Linked DNA regions of Rattus norvegicus: all the other regions are linked to region 3. Evidence: chromatin contacts called from public Hi-C and HiChIP or PLAC-seq data. All regions are on one chromosome and are shown on one strand. The core of a region is the stretch at or near the end of the contact, and the rest is flanking DNA. Distances in the headings are between cores, read along the strand shown. Region 1 holds the start of Dhx40 (DEAH-box helicase 40). Region 2 holds the start of Cltc (clathrin heavy chain). Region 3 holds the start of Ypel2 (yippee-like 2).

Region 1 (3,178 bases), core at 613-3,112, 180 kb after region 3:
TATGTACTGAGTTTCAGGCCACCCAGGACTATAGAGTGATATATAGTGAGACTTTGTCCAAAACTGTATATATCCCAATACTTTATCTTAATCATCCGAATACAAATTACTTAGTAAATGGTCACAATTATAGATTTTAAATGATTCTGCTGATTTTCTAAGGAAGTGATTTTGTGAAATAGCTGGTCTATGGCTCAGATACAGAGGTCACTGATATCTTCATGGTCTTACTACAATTGTATGCTTTGATCTCTTCTAACATAATAGTTTGAATTACTAATAGAGCTCAGAAGGTTCAGAGATGGTTCTAATGTTTTGGTGAAATCTAACCATTCTCCTATTACTAGGGGCTATTGCTGGAGTGCCCCAGCTATTAGAAAGTTACACCTTTTCTGCTATCATTTGAAATCTGACAAACTTGCATTAAAGGAGTTGTCAATCAGTTTCATTAAAAAGTTGTTGATACACATACATTTTAAAGCAAAGTCTTGGATTCTAACAACATCTTACATCTTTTCAACCCAAGTAAGGTCTTGGGTTGATAGGTGAACGGCAGTTTTATGTTGCCTTCCTATAAACTGTGATTAGTTTTAACAGCAGAAACTAATGAAAAGTGCAGGAAGCAAATGGACACGATGCCATCTATCCGCCATCTTAGCACTTGGATACCTGAGGCAGAAAGATCATGAGTTCCAGGGTAGCCTGAGCTACATAGTGATGAAGTGTAAGAAGCAGGTTTCTTCACATTTTGTTACAACTGACTCAACTTATACAATCAGCCGGTATTATCATTGAAGGACTGGTCCAAGATCCTCCCCACCGCTCTCCCTCCCTCCTCCCCTCTTTTCTTCTCCTCTCTTCCTCTCTCCTCCCCCTCTTCTTTCTCCCTCTCCCCTTTATTCACTTCCTCTTCTGAGACAGGATCTATTTCTCAGAATTATGTCAGTGGTAACCTGGAACTCATAGTAATTCTTCTGCCTCTACCTCTGGTGTTGGAACCATGGGTACAAGTCACCACATTCAGCTTTGATCAAGTTTATGTGTTGTTCTGGGTATGGCATCCCAGGGCCTCCCATATAGTAGATAAGTATTCTACCACTGAACTATATATACTCCAAGTCCCCAGTGTTAAAGGTATATTGGGGACTTAGTGTATAGTTCAGTGGTAGAATAAATAAACAACCCCACCTCAGATAGTGTGTACCTGTAGAATTTTCAGCAGTTGTGTTTCCGAAGGAACGTACTTCCATTAGAAGTCAGCTTATTTTAAAACAGACGGTATTCATTCATGTATTCTATTACCCACCTTGAGTCACAGCTTCCGTTGGGTGTACACTGAATAGTGTTTGTAAAGTCTAACTCTTGTGGGCCTTCCCAGCCTCTAGGAGGGTATGGAAATATGCAAATAGATGTAAATGAAGGGCTTCCCGAAGGGAGTGAAACAGCATGGGAATCTAAGCTTTGAAAACTGCAGAACTACTAGTTGGCGGGCAACTCAGAAGCCATGTGTCTTGATAGGGAGATAGGTAGAGAGTTGCCCAAGGTCGCATTGTAGGATGGCTTCGGCTCCTGGGAAAGGGTCATTTCAACTGGTGTGTCTGGAGATAGACAAGACTTGGGATGCTATAGCACCTAAGGGACGTATTGCTCTGCCATATTTCACACCAGAAAAATCCTGAACTGGCCTTTAGGTGTTCAGGTGTGACTTCGCGGCTGATGGAGGCACGTGGCAGTGGGCGGGACTCCTCGGGGGTGGGGCCTCGGACCCCCAGGAGCGCGGGTCCGTGCGCGTCCAAGCAGACGCCGCCACGTCATCGAGCTGCTTCCCCACCCCTCGCAGCCAGTCGCACGCGCGGAAGTAAACACCCCAACGTCATCAGGGCGCGCCCTCGCTTTTCCCCTCCCATCTCCTCGGCTCCGTGGACGTGTTCGCTTCTTCTCCGGACCGGGTCTATGTCCCGGTTTCCCGCCGTCGCGGGCAGGGCGCCAAGGCGGCAGGAGGAGGGCGAGCGGCCAGTAGAGCTCCAGGAAGAGCGGCCGTCAGCTGTTCGCATCGCTGACAGAGGTGCGGTCCGCGGGACGCTGTGGGAGCCGGCGGGAGTTATTTGCGGGGTGAAAAGTGTATTTGTGGGTGTCAGAGGAGGTGGGGAGGAAGCTTAGGTGTTCTTTTGGTCTTTTAAGCCAGACGGCGAACTTTGCGTCCAGTGAGCACTTTGGCTTAGAGGGGGGCGGTCCCAAACCCAAGTTGGGTGAGAACCTCGCTGGGGGGCAAGAAAGTGGACCCCAACGCCCAAATGCCTTCTGCTGTTCTACAGCCTCATAAAGCCTTTGTTCTCTACCCGTTCATCCCCCTCCCCTTCGTCGGGCCGCCAGCCTGCCTTTGGGTACGATATGAAGGGAGCCCGTTTCCAGGAGCCAGTTTCCATGGTTACCCACCACTTGGCCTTCTGGGATATCAGTCACTCTGAACAGGGACCTAACTTGAACTGTGAATCAGAAGCAAATACAGGTGGCTTCTTATTCTTCTCAGAGTTGTTCCGCTGTGCTCAGGTTTTTGGTCTATTGTTTAATAAAATTGAGTTTAGTACTTCTAGATAGGTATGCATACATACACATTGCCTTGTGCTAGACTGACTTTGTCAAGTACGTTGAGTTACTCATCAACAATGTTGAAGTTGTTTGATTTTGCCAAAAAGTTATTCTGAGTTTATAAACTTTCACGTGATTTGTATATGGTTGACATAACTTAAAAGTCATAGAGTGACCCTTGATTACTGCAAGTTCTTCTTTCAGGACCGAGGCATTATCAGAGAGATCTTAGGTGTTTCAATCACATAATTATTTTTGTGTTGTTACAGAAGAGAAAGGATGCACATCACAGGAGGGAGGAACAACTCCAACGTTTCCTATTCAGAAACAAAGAAAAAAGCTCATTCAAGCTGTGAGGGACAATTCGTTCCTCATCGTTACTGGAAATACAGGAAGTGGTAAAACAACTCAACTCCCTAAATACCTTTATGAAGCAGGTAATTTTATTCTCGGATAAAACTGGAGGCACTAAAGAGAGAAAACTTCTTTAAGGTTTATTAAAGGACTGTGGTGTGCAAATGCCCATTGCTGCTTTGCTTTTCCAGAACCACCTCCCTATGTCTCCTTGTCTTTCTGGATTTATTTCAGG
Region 2 (3,000 bases), core at 404-2,903, 230 kb after region 3:
TTGTCCACTTCTAAAAAAAGACTTAAAGTCTTTAGACTCATATTAAAACTATCGTTTCAAACGTTGCAGGAGAGAGCATTCAAATGTTTAAGTGAAATTATACAAACACAAAGCATCCTAAATATGGTGGCAAGGCTCTTCTTCACAACGGGGGGCTGACTGCCTTCTCACTTGCCTGTTTCTCTCAGCCCAGGTATGAAAGGCAGTATTTGGAGAAACACTAAAAGCAACTAAAATGACTAAGCAGATTTCTGTAAGCAAAACCGCTTACACAAAATTATTGTATACCCAGTGGTGTCTTATGTTCTTTAGGTGAAAGGGGCATTGAAAATAACTTTCTCAAGAACTTTCAGGGGAATTAAGATGAAATATGAGGAATTGAATTCTCTAAATCATCCTTATTGGTGCTATTGTGAAACATTACACCTTACACTTTAGCAAGAGCTCTGGAGCGGCTATGAATCGCTAATGAATGCTGCAGATACCTTAGTGCTGTAGTCAGGCAAGGTGCTCCGGTTTTGAAGAGCTTACACTGCCCACTTTGCTACTACAGGCAATGATCCTACTAACGTGTATGACCAACAGTCAATCCCTCCGCTCCAAGAAAGCCCTCGAGGTTTCTTTCACCATCCATCCTTTGATCTAAACCTTTAAAGATTTTCAGGTTGCCGAACACTCCCAACTCTCAAAGGCCAAACTAATCTCTACATTAGGCTGGTGTAAGTCCACCAAAATGTCCGCGGAAGCTCTCTCCAGGGCCAGCAGGAGACACTTCTCACATGGCCTTCACTGTCCTTTGAGATGGTTTATCTGAGGCACTCGAGAGCCATCCGGCTCTCCTGGCGTCAGAAGGGCGTGCGTCAGGGCAGGGAGGCTTGCAGCTCAGCACGATCCCCCCTCCCTGAGGTGTCAGCAACCACCCACTGCGTGAAACCGGGCGGGGGAGGCGCGCCGCAGTCAGCCGCCCAAAGAGCGCTGCGGCGGGGCCGTTTTCCCTTAGTCACCGCGGCGCCGACGCCGCGGCCTTCTCCTCAGGCACTCGGTGTCCTCACGCCCCGGTCGCCACGCCGGCAGGGGGCTCAACGGCCACCTCAACCCCAGGAGCAGCGGCCAGTCCCTAACTCTCGCCCTCCACTCTGGCAGCCGTCAACCGACCCTTCCCTACCCGCATCACGTGCACCTGGAAGTGCGTGGGTGGGTCCTACAGCGCCTACGGAAATGACGTAGTTCGCCCCGAGTCGCATGATGTGGCAAAATGTTAAAAAAAAAAAAAAGGTGGGGGGGAGGGGAGGAGGGAGAAACCGGAGCCTGGGGAAAGTGATGAGTCTAGAAAAAGTAGTCCCTCGGTTCCTCTGTTTCCCCGCTGCCGCATCAGCGAAGAGCGATCCGCGCACTGCGTCCCTGAATTCCTACGCCTGTCCGCTGCACGGGGTTCGTGGAAGGCTACATAAGGCGGACAGGGTGAGGAGGCTGGGCGGAGTTCTGCCCCGGGATCCTTCCGCAGGGCTCAGCCGTTTCCGGAGTCTGCGCTGCTCCCGGTTCCGCCATTGCGGCTCTCCCGGCCCTTGGAGCCTCCGCCCCCGACCCAAGCTCTCTCGTCTGCCTGCCAGTTCCCTACGTCCCCGGAGAGTATTCCTCTGAGCCCAACCTCCCCCTCCCTTCCCCTTCTCCTCCTCTCCCTTGGAGAGCCCGGGCAGGCACTGCCCTGCAGCCCCAGTGACAGGAGGAGACCATACTCCCCGACAGCGCCATGGCCCAGATTCTGCCAATTCGCTTTCAGGAGCATCTCCAGGTGCGTGTTAGTCGGGGCTGCTGAGGGACTTTTCGAGGGTATTGGGAAGGAAGCTAGCGGCCCGGCCCGAAGGGGATCGAGAGAACGGGAGTGGGGGGGTGTCGGTATTTGGCATTGATGGAGGAAGGACACTGTCTTAAAAGCTTAAAGGGTTAAACGATATGAGACTAGGATGGAAATGACGAATCGGAGTGCAAAGGGCGGCGAGGCCAGGCCTTACGTCTGACGGCCTCTTATTTCTGCTTCCTGGATTGCAAGAACTGCGCATACCAGACCCCCCTTCCCATTTTACTCAGTTCATTCATTTGGGTAGGGGCTAGGTGGGGGAGCTTCTCGCGCGTTTCTCCCAGAGCAAGAATTCTCGTTAACTCCGGGCGATGCAGGGCTGTCACCTTCCCTTGGTCTATTCCGATTTCCACATCGAGTCTGCACCCAGGAATTGTGTGGCGGGTGGGTTGGGGAGGAGCTGCATCTTCGCTCTGCAGCTCACAGCTGAGAAAGGCACCTTGGGGTTAGGGTAGCAGTGGCTTGTGTCTTGCCTTCCCTGAATCTGTAAAGAACCGAAGGTCACACTCACTGAAGGAACAGAAAGAAGATAGAGGGGCGGCTAGGGGCGGTGTCAGTCTCAGGGTGCCTGGGGTCAAGGTCCCAAGGGGAACGCGCATATTTTTCCTTTCTTGGTTTCTTCAAGGGTTAGTGTAGTTCTAAGACTCACTTTGATTCTTGTAGGTAGGGAGAGTTATTTAGAGGTTATTTATGGTCTTTTGGAATCTAGCAGGTAGTTGTGGGATTAAGGCAGGAGTATGTCTCACAGGACTGTGTGGAATTCAACAGAGCCTGGAGTGCTGTAAATGCATACCTGCTCTGAGACAGTACCTGACAAGTTGATCTATAACTGGCTTCTTTTTAATAGGCTGGGGTGCCCCCCTCCCCCCACTGCACCTTATCCTGGAGTCAATACACCATTGTCTAACCTGGCACCATGCCAGCAGTTGGCCTAGGCAGGTGACCATTGGAGGGCTTCGCTGAATTAAGCTTCTTCTGAACTGCTGCTTTTCCTGGTTCTCTTGTCCTGACTCTTTAACATCATAATTTATTCATAATAATTTACTTCCCCCCAAATATCCCCATAAAGAAATCTGCTTTCAGCTTCATCTTTTGAAGGGCTAATTTCATGAGGGAAGGTGTAACGATCCAGTTCAAATATT
Region 3 (2,976 bases), core at 277-2,776:
ATCCAATCTCAAATCTTTTCAAGTTTGTGATTAATCAGCTGAAGGCGTTTTGACTCCAGGGTTTACACCTCCCAAAGTGGTCAGTTGTAAATATTGACAGTGCCCTTACACAGAAACCAGTATCTACCAACAAATATGAGGTAGTTTTGTTCTTACCAACGTTGGGACTGAATTCATCCCTAACCACGTGAGCTACATTCACTGAAGATAATTTGGTTGATTGCCCGTATACTAAAAACAGCTGAGTGGAGTGACAGGTGACATCTTGAGGCACCTGGGGAGAAATACCATTCTGGGTTTATGTGTAAACTGCTACCAGAGAGGAGACCAAAAGTTTCCTCAGCCTCCTTCCACACCCCGAATGTTCGTTTTGTCTTTTTCTTTTTCAGTGACCTGGCGACCTTGGAATTATGTAGCTGAGGATGACCTGAACTTCTGATCACTTCCCAAGCCTTGGGTTATAAAGCACGAACCAACCTGTCCAATTACCACGTGTTTTCTTCTCTTCTAAAATGGTAATGGAAACACGTATTTTGCCCCAACACCGTTCAGAATCCCAGCGGCTTAGAGGATCTGCTGTCTCCTCTGGCAGAAATCCTTTTATCAAATTGACCTGTTTTCCTGTCGGAAGACTGCCCCACTCCACCCACCTGGTGCCTCCCTGGACTTCCCGACTGTCAGGAGTTTATTTTTTAACCCTCTCTTCCTTGAAAAGCACCACCCCACTGACCCAGAAGGCAAGCTCCTCCCCTTTGGTCACTTTGACTATTCTTGTTCTATTTTTCGTTGCTAATAGACCTCACTAGCCATTAGCAATAGGGACTCCAGTTTCTCTATAGTCCTTCTCCATGCTCTCCCACTCTCAGTACAGGGGATTCAACTCAGGGACTCGAACACACCAGGCAACCCTTTTCCTAGTTTTAATTAGGAAATTACTAGCAAGGCAGAGGGAATAGAGACTTATCTTTCTGCTTCTGAGCAGGGCATGGGTGGGCCTGACGACACTGGTACTATCTTATTAAGTACATACCTGCCTTGAACTCTGAGGGTCACTTCTAGTAACTTAGGCTCTGGGTCAAGCGTGGCTTAAAAGTGGAGTGAGGAATCACTATCTAGGGTCTCAAAACAAAAGCATTGTAAATCCCACTTCCCAACATAGCCCCGGATCCTGGGAACCCCAGTAAACCCAAACAAACAGGCTCCTATCTCAGAGAGCTCCCCCACTCTAATCACCTCTTTTCCCAGCCCCGCCCGCCAGCTGCCGGGACTGGCGGGACCAGACCTTGCCACACTCCTCGCACGCGCGCCCCGCCAGGGCCGAGGGGCGGGTGGGGGTTGGGGGCGGGAGGCAGGGAAAGCAGGGGCGGAGTTCCGTCCTCCAGTGATTGGCTTCTCCCGGATGGGCTGCGGCCGTGCCGGACCAACCAGTGGCGTGTTGCTATGTGCTGAGCCGATGGGATAGGCGCGGGGGCGCGTCTGTCACTCGGCAAGCCCCCAGCCCGGACTCGGAGGGATGCGGAGCGGCAGTGGCGGTGGCGGTGGCGGAGACTGTGGCTTTAAGAGCGCGCTGGGAGCGCTAGAGTCAGCCGTGCAGCCCTTCTTCGCCAAGCACTCCGGAGCAGCCGAGCTCGGGGCTGGCCGGACCCGGCAGCCTGCCGCCAGGTATGGGGATCTCGAGCTGGGCTCGCGTGGGCGTGGGGCGCTTTCCGCTCCGGTTCGGGCTGTGCGCCCTGGGGACGGTCGGGCTCCCGCGCTGCGTGCAGCCCGGCTCAGCTGGGCGGTGTTGTCGCGGTCCCGAGGGGGCTCCCCGAAGGTTCCCGGGGTGCTAGGGGCGGGGAGCGGGTTGCTGCGGCCACGTGACCGGTTTGTTTACAAACACTGGCGCGCGCTCTGGGTTCGGGACTTGCGGGTGACGACGAGCTGCCCGGCAAATATGGGGGTGGGGGGACCCAGAGACCTGGGCGCCACCGACTCCCTTGTTCAGCGTGATCCCCCTCCCCCACCGGTGGCACCCGGTGACACCCAGCTGTGCCGTCCATGTCTCCATCGAGATACTTGGGTCTGGGGCTCATCGCCCTCAAAAGTCCCGGGGGCGCTTCGGCAGCCTCAGGCCAAGGGAACCACAGCGAGTAACTGCCTGGACGCTTCCCGGCGCCTCCCCAGCGGCCTTGCCAAGGGGTGGGCGCGAACTTTGTTGCTAGACTTGCTGCGGGGGCCTCTGCGGAGGGTCCCTCCCAGGAGCTGGCTCCTGTCTCTTCCTGCTTCAAGTTCTACCTGCCTGGTTGCTGACTCCCTTAGTTAGGGTGATTTTTCCGAAACAGTGGAGCCTTACTCCCATCTTGTGGCTGGCACTTAGCAGGGGTGGCACTGTTCCTTTGGACCCCTTGTGCAAAGAACTGCCTGCCTCCTCTGACTTCACTTTTACCCACAGTTTTTAAAAAGCAGAGTGGATATCCCCCGGTTTTCCCAGACTTCCACAGTCCGGCTGCTGGAAATGGTAAATGCCCCGGAGCCCTGCTTTTTTGGCTTCCTTGTTGATTTGTTGTTGCCACGTTGGAGGGTCTTTGAGCCACTGAGTTGCAGTCTTATTAGTCTTTTGTTCCTCATGCTCATCTTCGTTCTAGTAAGATGGGTTCCCTGTCCAGAGCACTGGACAAGAAGACTAGGGATTACTTTTCTGAACCCCATTTACAGAACATTAGAGGCACAAAGGTATTACAGTAAATCTTATGCTTGAGGCTCTGCAGTAGTCTGGTTTGGGGGTTCACAGGATCTGATCAGGAAAATAGGGTTGCTTTTCCTTTTGGCACACACTGCTGTAGGCTTTACCTGAGTTCAGTCCATCAGCCCTTCACTTTCTTAGCATTTGATATTCTTATTTTTGAGGAAGTTTCACTCTTAAATTCTGTAGTTTACAAAATAATGTCTTTATTAGAACATTTTCATAATACGTATCGCTGTGACTGGTTCGTGTGC

Evidence for each region. Hi-C and Micro-C count contacts between places; a contact is called where the count stands out from the background. HiChIP or PLAC-seq counts read pairs in DNA pulled down with a chosen protein or histone mark.
Region 1: a Hi-C map of Schwann cells shows a contact between it and region 3, with 2.7 times the contacts expected there. The contact joins the promoter of Dhx40 here to the promoter of Ypel2 in region 3. A contact is called at or near these places in 7 of 12 Hi-C or Micro-C datasets (the A7r5 cell line, Schwann cells, frontal cortex and 4 more).
Region 2: a contact with region 3 is called in an H3K27ac HiChIP or PLAC-seq map of oligodendrocytes, with 9 times the contacts expected there. The contact joins the promoter of Cltc here to the promoter of Ypel2 in region 3. A contact is called at or near these places in 3 of 12 Hi-C or Micro-C datasets (the A7r5 cell line, Schwann cells and mammary epithelial cells) and 1 of 1 datasets of contacts at active chromatin or transcription factors (oligodendrocytes).

What each region holds. Positions count from the first base shown.
Region 1 is chr10:72,117,476-72,120,653 of GRCr8, reverse strand. It overlaps Dhx40 (DEAH-box helicase 40), which reads left to right and starts at 1,862. Exons shown (of 18, transcript NM_001005873.1): 1 at 1,862-2,065; 2 at 2,859-3,026. The coding sequence starts at 1,954.
Region 2 is chr10:72,069,344-72,072,343 of GRCr8, reverse strand. It overlaps Cltc (clathrin heavy chain), which reads left to right and starts at 1,653. Exons shown (of 31, transcript NM_019299.2): 1 at 1,653-1,792. The coding sequence starts at 1,751.
Region 3 is chr10:72,299,674-72,302,649 of GRCr8, reverse strand. Ypel2 (yippee-like 2) reads left to right here and starts at 1,526. Exons shown (of 5, transcript NM_001108286.2): 1 at 1,526-1,662.